Linked DNA regions of Zea mays: regions 2 and 3 are each linked to region 1. Evidence: chromatin contacts called from public Hi-C data. All regions are on one chromosome and are shown on one strand. The core of a region is the stretch at or near the end of the contact, and the rest is flanking DNA. Distances in the headings are between cores, read along the strand shown. Region 1 holds the start of LOC100276620. Region 2 has its middle 26 kb from the start of LOC100272258. Region 3 holds the start of LOC100285937 (gibberellin receptor GID1L2).

Region 1 (2,585 bases), core at 57-2,556:
TGTTGCGCATTCATGAGTACGCTGCACGGCTAGCGCTCGGCTCGGCGTGTGGATCACATGACCGGTGAGTGCTGGCCGGTCTGGGTGTGCATAGTCAAATACGGCGAGTTCATCCCAGCCGCGACGTTTCACCGGTAAAAGCTACTAGTACCAGTTTGGTACCTGGGGTCTGGGGACGAGTCGTGCATGTTAAAGTGAGAGAACAAAGCTATAGTGCTGTCTCATGATAACCTAATAAGTATAATATATAATATACTTTATGGTAAATCTAGTGATCCTTATTTTAGATCATGAAAATATTAGTGATGCTATTTAGTTTAATATATGCTAAACTTAAAGATAGTTTACATTAGGATAAAGTCAAAAATACATTTTTTTGAAAAAAAAATGAGGGAGTACTGTTTAAGGCTGATAAAACAATCTCCTTGCAATCCAAACACTCGAAATATGTATTAGTATATACTGCTAGTAGTTCATCTTCAACAGAATACTGGAATCCTATAGTCCATCTCAATAAACCTGCTAATAGCATGTTATAAGTGCTCAATGAACACCTGCTAGTAGTTAGCCTCCTTTCATGTTGGACTTTCTCGCATCAAACTATTGGAGATCTATTAAAATTCGTTTTTAACATGTCATCAGCAGGAGAGTGATTCCTATATGGCAATGAATTATTTCGACTTGTATTGCTACTGCTACGGTCATTCGCGAAGAGTACTTCCTGCAGGTTGATATATAGCGCACATGGCGCAAGATCCCGTTCTTCTCCTTCTTTTTTAAATAAAATAAACTAGCCCTTAATATCTTTGCTTCGTTCGTTTATAGACCGACAACAAAAAATGACAATACTGGGTTTAGAACGAAAGCTACTTTCTATGACATGCTGCCTTTATTTTAACTTATATAATATAATTTATTGCTAGAAAATCTACAATAGTTCGACTTGGCTAAACCAAGCTTACATTTGTGAAAAGAAATAGGAGAATATGTAGCAACCGAGCAGCAGTAGAGTACACAATCGCAATCTGACGCCGCCGCCGCCGCAATTTCTCGCCCGATGTCCACCTCAAACTCTACGAGCTAGTATTTCTTGCTTAGCCTTCAACCCAAAGGATTACGAATTCCACAAACGCCAACAGGCTCTCCTTGCAAGCCTCTCTTTTTAAGTTACGGGGCACTTGTCATGCACATGGGCGACCGAGCTCTTCCATTTATATCTCTACCACTCCTCATCGGTGACCGGACGAACGCCGGGAGAAACAGGCCGATCCGTAGCTGCCTGCACACATCGGTGATCGTTCGATCCATGTGCGATTGATTGATCAGGGAGGAGCGAGTGATATAATGCCTTGCTTGGCGCAAGAGTTCCACCCGAAGCTGCCCGCGGCGAACCACTACTGCAAGTCCTTGTCGTCGCTCATCCGGGAGACCTACGCGCACTGCCATGTCCCCTGCGTCGGGATCGCCGGGTGGAGCTCCGGCGGGGACAGCGACGACGACAGCGTCCTCGACGAAGCGCGAGATACCAAGCAGGTAAGGACTGGCTGATATGATGTATAGTAGCGCGTAGCTCCCGATCCAGTCCTTGGTCCGTTCACGGAATTCGCTAAGCCCTCCATGAATGATTGTGCAGGTGATCCTCAGCGAGATGAGGAGCCGGCAGATGAAGAGGCGGTCCAGGTGCAGCGTGGACTCGCCGACGCCGCTGCCCCTGCCGTCGTCGAGCTCCGCTTTCGCCTGGTCGTACTCGTACGCTCCGCTCGGTCCGAGAACCGTTCTCGACGAGCTGTCGAGTCCCAAGACGTGCGTCGTGGTGGAGGGGGCGGCCGTGGCCGACGACGACGATGGGGACGTCTACTGCGACGCGGACGACGAGAGCGAGGCGTTCTTCTCCGTGAAGAGCTGCTTCACGCGCAGCACGAGCCCGAGCCCGAGCCGGGCGGCGACCGCGGCGTCGTCGCCGCGCATGATGACAGGCCCGTCCCCGCCGATGCTGCGCCGGTCGCCCGAGGCCTGGGAGCGCTTCCGGGACTGCGACGGGTGGCCGTTCGGGCTGTGCCGTCGCCCAGCCGTCCTCCCGCTGCTGCCGCCGCTGCCCAGCACGCCAGCCGACTCGTGGAAGTGGCGCAAGAGCGTCAGTACAGTAGCCTCGCCGCGCAGGCGCAGCCCAACCCCGGCTTACAGACACAAAGCAGCCACTGCTGCTACGCTAGCAGTAAATGACCGCGCCGCCGCTAGTGGCCTGCGTGCTTGAATGCGAGAGTTCCATAGGGATTCTACATTTCTACAGGACACGAAACAGTTCATTTGCTCCGACAAAATGGTGAAGCTTCCCGCAGGATTCCTACGCGAAGATGTGGCATGCATGCTTGTTCGAGGCCTTGATCTTTTGCAAGGATTTTTCAGGTGCACGTGTTCTCAAAAATAAACTCTGGTTTACTTTTCAGTTCTTGTGAGTGGGACGTACGCTCTAGTTTTCTTTTTTTTCTTTTGGCCTCTACTCAGAGAGATCTCACTCGATCTTCATTGAGACTTTCAGTAGATGGTGTTTCTATCTAGTCCCGATTCACTCCACGTTTTTCTTC
Region 2 (2,585 bases), core at 65-2,564, 250 kb after region 1:
CATGGGGTCACTCACGGGACGCGCTGCCGCTGACCGCTGTGGCCGATCGGTCGGACGCTTGCGGGTCGTGTCAGTGTCGCCGCAGAAATCTCGCTTGCTACCTGGTCGTACGCCTTGGTTACTGCATCACCCTCTCAATCCGGCGATAAACAAGAGAAATGTGAACAGCGCCTGGTTGTGTAAATCCGTGTCACGGCACGTGTAGTAAGTCTTCGTCGGATCGACACGTGTTGCCGCCCGGCAGGATTCAGAGCCGTGCTAGCGCTTTCAGTGCCATGAAATGAATGAATGAATGCATAGCAGTGGGTTTCATCAATCTCCGTTGTTCGAATCCGGCTGTGCCCCCCGTCACCTAACTCCAATGATTCCAACCTTGTTCGAAAAGAGGAGGAGGATATCAACGCTACGACTCTCAACCTCTGATTCTGCGGACACGCTGATTGCCCCCGCTACAGCGAGCTTTACCCTTGCTCCAACTTCTGGGCAACTCCGCTTGCTTTAACATTCCGGCTACCATCAAGCGGGTCGATCGTGCTCGCCGCCGTACTAATTAAACCCCCTGAAACCGCCGAGCCGTGCCCGCGCTGAAAGGCAACGGCGGCAATGATGATCTCGACGGCGACCGGCGGCGCCATCCCATCACGCCGTTCGGAGCTTGTTGTTGGGGGAGTTGGGAGCTGCCGAGAGACGTCTCGGCAGCCTGCGACACGTCTGCCCGTGCTGGAATGTCTTGGCGACTTGGACTGGAGCCTCCACCGGCCTCATCAACCGCGGCCTGGCAGGTCGCCTTCGCCGGTATCGGGGTGCTCGGGGACTCCGTCCGTCCTCCATGAATGAATGGAGCTCCGTGCAGCGCACATGCCGTGCCCATGCCCTGTGCGTACGAAAACACACGGGATCGACGACAGCCGGTCAGTGAGCGACTGAGCGTGCTCCGGTCCTTAAAGCCGACGGCAGGGACCACTGAAAATGACCGAGGCCCATCAAGCACATGAGCCGGCCGGTTGCGGTGCCGGCGCAGGGGGGTCTTTGTTCCTTGTGCGTACACATCGATATTTGGACTTAATTTTTTTTAAAAAAAAACTAAACATAACACAATTATAAAAAGCGAATATATCAACATACTAGTGACTACTGCTCCGACGGAGTACGTACTCTAGCTGTAAAACAAACCAGATGTGTCAGTACATGTACAGTTGATGCTTCCAAGTTCCATACCCTCCATCGAATTTGCCAGTCAGTCTGTCTGTCCCGAAGCCTACCCAGCTGTACTCTCTGCTTTAGTGCACCCACACACGACACGAGCACGAGGGGCCCCGGCTTAAATAAAGTGCGGTTGACACAAGCTGGCAGCAAACCTCATCAGTAGTAGCTGGACACACGGCTTGGGGAATGGATTTGGGGGTAGTCGTGCATGGCTGAATGATGAGTAGATTCTGAGCATTGTACCCTGTCTGTCTGATCGGGCCGCACCTCGTTCAGTTATTAGAGCATATTTAGATTACCGGATTAAAGTTAAGTTCATCATTAAATATAATAAACAAAACTATAATAAATTTCTACTCATCAATTGGCCACCGTTGGTTTAGCCCATCCAAACAAGCCCGGCCCGTCTCTGCACTAGTATGTAGTATCTGACATGTGAGTGAGCCCAGGTGTGTCTGCACTCGACAGTCACCTGCCGGTAGCGATAGCCGAGTACTGGCCAGTACAAACGCACAGAAGTTCCTCTCGACATTCACCTGCCAGTAGGCGGTAACCCCGTACACCCGTACTGATCTTCTTGTATCCTTCCTGGGTCCTGCAGACCACGGTGGTAGATCAGATCTGACAAAACGTCCCCGACGCTATTGAAAGCGTCCCAGTCCCATGGGCGTTCAGTCCTGTCCTTCACAAGCCGCTCCAGCTCCATGACTCCATCACCGTTCACCGCACGCGCCGCGGTCCTGGGCTTCCTCGTGCCACGGCCGCCTGCGCTGGCGTCGTGTCCTACTGTCCTGGCTGTGCGGCCGTCGGAAAAGCCGAGCCAATCATTGCCCTAAATGCGCGCCGGCCCCCAGTTCAGATCCGTCACAGCAGTAGTCCGCAGCTGCGTCGGTCCGCCGGCCTCCCTCCCGCTCGGCAGAGGAGCGTGCACGCACGCATGTGAGCCGCATAATTCCCTGCGCCGGCAGCTAGCATCCCCTTGGGCCGTGGCAATGGGCGCGGGGACGAAGGGTCCTGCGCCCGCGGCCCCCGTGATGTTGGCTGCAGCGGTGCTCAGCGGTTCTTCAGCCTCGACGTCGGCGGCCTACGCATCTGATCCCATTTCGGAGGGAGGAAGCGGAGTGCGGGCAGCAGACTCGTCGGCTCGGCTCCTCGCCCGCGTTCCTTAGGGTATGTACAATGGTGTTTAATATGTTTAAGGGGTTATTTGCAAAAAAACTTTAGAGCCGTCTCTCTATTAAGAGACGTCTCTGACTCGTAAACCAAGTAGCAACAGACGCTTCACTTCACACTATACGAATTTGTCGTCTGTTCTATCGATCTGATGCTATATAAATACATTTAATTCTGTATTTATTAATAGACTACGTTTATAAACA
Region 3 (2,585 bases), core at 36-2,535, 220 kb after region 1:
GATTTACTCCGGCGGCTGCTAGTCGCGGTTAATGAAGGCGACGAGCTTGGCCATCTCGGCGAGCGCCTGCGGCGAGCCAAGCTTGGTGAGGAAGTAGACGTGGCCCTCGCCGGGGGTCTCGTACAGCTCGGCCTCGCCGGGCCAGCCGCTGCCCTGGAGCGCGGCGTAGTACCCGCGCTGCCAGGGGCTGAGGCGGTCCTGCCCCGACACGGTGACCAGCACGCGGGAGGCGCCGAGGTGCTGCCACGAGGAGGCCGGCAGCAGGAGCGGGTCCGCGTAGGGGTGGTTGATCGGGTACCTCCCCGCGCAGATGAAGCTCCAGGTGCGCGCCGCGGACTGGAGGTACGCCGGGTCCGCGGACTCGGCGCCCACGGGGCTCCGGCCCTGGAAGTAGGGGTCCAGCAGCGCCACGCCCTTGATCCGCGCGCCGCCGTCCAGGCCTTCCTCCCCCGCGCGCAGTGCCAGGTTGTGCGCGATGTTGCCGCCGGCGCTGTCGCCGGCCAGGAACAGGCGGAACAGGTCGCCGTACTGGGCCAGCCACGGGTCCGACCCGGCCGCGCTCGCCAGCACCCACCTGAGCGCCGCCCAGGAGTCGTCGTACGCCGCCGGGAGCGGGTGCTCCGGCGCCAGCCGGTAGTTCACCGACACGGCCACCACGCCCGCCCTGGCGGCCAGCGTGTTGAGGTAGGCGTGGTAGATGGGCGTGAACGCCGACTCCACCACGAACGCGCCGCCGTGGAAGTAGACGAGCACGGGCACCCGGGCGCTGGCGCGGAAGCTCGGGAGGTAGAGCCGCGCGGCGACGCCCGTCGAAGCGTCGATGGTCACGTCGCGGGAGGTGACGCCCGTCAGCGCGTCCGACGACGCGGACACCACGTTGGTGCCCATCAGCCGCTTCACGCGCCCGTTCTTGTACTCGATCAGGAACGGGGAGAAGTCGAACTTCACCTGCGACTGCGCCTGCAGCAGCTGCCGCTTCGCCGCCGCCGCTCCGGTACAGCAATGCGAGCATAGGAAGAGGGAGAGCAGCAGCGGGAGCAAGATCCGCGAGGCCACCATGGCTAGAAGCAGAGCAGAGCAGAACTCAGGCTGGGATTGGCAGAGTGTGAGACTGAGAGCTGCCTTTCCGCACCTAGCTGTTCCTCCTCCTCGGGGACTGACTGAGGCCGTCACGGAACTGGGGTCCGGTTATATGCGCGGCGCGGAGCGGAGGCGGAGGCAGCCGAGCCGACAGGGCTGGGCGCACCGCACTATTTTGTGGCGCGGATCGTGGTGGTGGGCTTTCGACGACCGCTTTAGCGCCGGCCCGCCCGGCCGGGCCTTTAATTCCTCCTCACTCTCGCGCGCTGGACCGTACCGTGCAGGGCATGTGACCGCCGCCCGCGCGATTCACTACAGTTCACACCACCCGCCAAAAAAGTTTTAAGACTGCTGTTATGCCAATGGCGCGATTTGTGCTCTTGATTTGCGAGGTGGTCGGCATGGGACTCGCGCTTTTCGACGAACTGGAAAGGTTTTTTTCAAGGCCCCACTGGCATCTGAGCGTAAAGTTGCAGGCTCCTAAAAAAAGCACGGACGGTTCATACTTCTTTAGTCCACTCCAGGCGTTTGAGCGCTGCGAAGAAAAGCTGCATGCGTTTCTTGAACCCCTTCCATGCTTGTTTGAATCACACGCATCACACTCACAGCATGGGTTTCAAGATAATCAAAGCACAAACTAAGCATCTTTCCAGAGCCATGGTGCTCCGTAGTAGTAGAGACAATTGCATATTTGGGACTCTAATCATTGTGCTTCGCAATATTGCCACCCAAAACATTTGATTCGCAAAAAAGGTACTACAAACATATTCTAATTGATTAAGTTGCCATTTAGCCTATTCTTTTCCTTTTCTAATCAAATCCCATGTATTTTGTTCCTGACAAGACACTTTTACCCCTATGTAATTATACGCCCTAGGTCACACGAATGGCTCGCCAGCTGCTGCTACTCGCTGAACAGGTCGCGGTGCTGCTCGCCGAACATCGCCAACAGGTGCTGCTCGCCGAACATCGCCAAACAGGTGCTGCACTGCTGCTCGCCGATCAGCTCACCAACAGGGATGGTCACGGATAGGAGCAGGACACGAACATGACATGAAGAGTAGGACAAACAGTAGCATGAACAGGTCACGGACAGCAGGGGCGAATCTAGGGGGGTTTATCGGGGTCAGGCGACCCCGATAAATTTTATAAATCCTTTAGCAAAATACTGTTAAAGTTCATAAAAATTTGTATGATATAGCAAAGCTGCTCTTGATGACCCCGATCATATTTTCGGCTAGATTCGCCACTGACGGACAGCAGGATGGATTCGTCACGTAGCATGAACAGGTCACGAACAGTAGCATGAACAGTAGCCGTAAATAACCATAAAAATGTGGTGAGTTCACATGTCATCACGAAAAGGTCATGAGTTTACATTAAAAAAGTTTATACTAACTGGAAGAAATTTTTTTAGCAGCCCTAGAAGTACTTATTTTGTTGAAATCAGTGGAACCATCGTTTGTTTCAGATAGCACAAAAAATTAACATATCCGGCCTTCTCT

The links. A called contact is a pair of places that touch in the nucleus more often than the background predicts.
Region 2: a contact with region 1 is called in a Hi-C map of ear, with 2.9 times the contacts expected there. The contact joins the enhancer-like site here to the promoter of LOC100276620 in region 1. A contact is called at or near these places in 4 of 25 Hi-C or Micro-C datasets (bundle sheath, ear, endosperm and 1 more) and 1 of 3 datasets of contacts at active chromatin or transcription factors (leaf).
Region 3: a Hi-C map of leaf shows a contact between it and region 1, with 5 times the contacts expected there. The contact joins the promoter of LOC100285937 here to the promoter of LOC100276620 in region 1. A contact is called at or near these places in 5 of 25 Hi-C or Micro-C datasets (ear, leaf and tassel).

The regions. Positions count from the first base shown.
Region 1 is chr7:131,847,427-131,850,011 of Zm-B73-REFERENCE-NAM-5.0, forward strand. It overlaps LOC100276620, which reads left to right and starts at 1,307. Exons shown (of 2, transcript NM_001150366.1): 1 at 1,307-1,533; 2 at 1,634-2,446. The coding sequence starts at 1,345. The coding sequence ends at 2,254.
Region 2 is chr7:132,099,922-132,102,506 of Zm-B73-REFERENCE-NAM-5.0, forward strand. No RefSeq gene overlaps it. Among protein-coding and RNA genes, the nearest start is that of LOC100272258, 26 kb to the right of the region's middle. Within about 2 kb of position 1,315, at least 20 of the 20 cell types and tissues checked have an H3K27ac peak or open chromatin away from gene starts, as enhancers often do. A contact at or near this core is called in bundle sheath, ear, endosperm and 2 more, where this site is marked.
Region 3 is chr7:132,071,337-132,073,921 of Zm-B73-REFERENCE-NAM-5.0, forward strand. It overlaps LOC100285937 (gibberellin receptor GID1L2), which reads right to left and starts at 1,286. Exons shown (of 1, transcript NM_001158826.2): 1 at 1-1,286. The coding sequence starts at 1,059. The coding sequence ends at 19.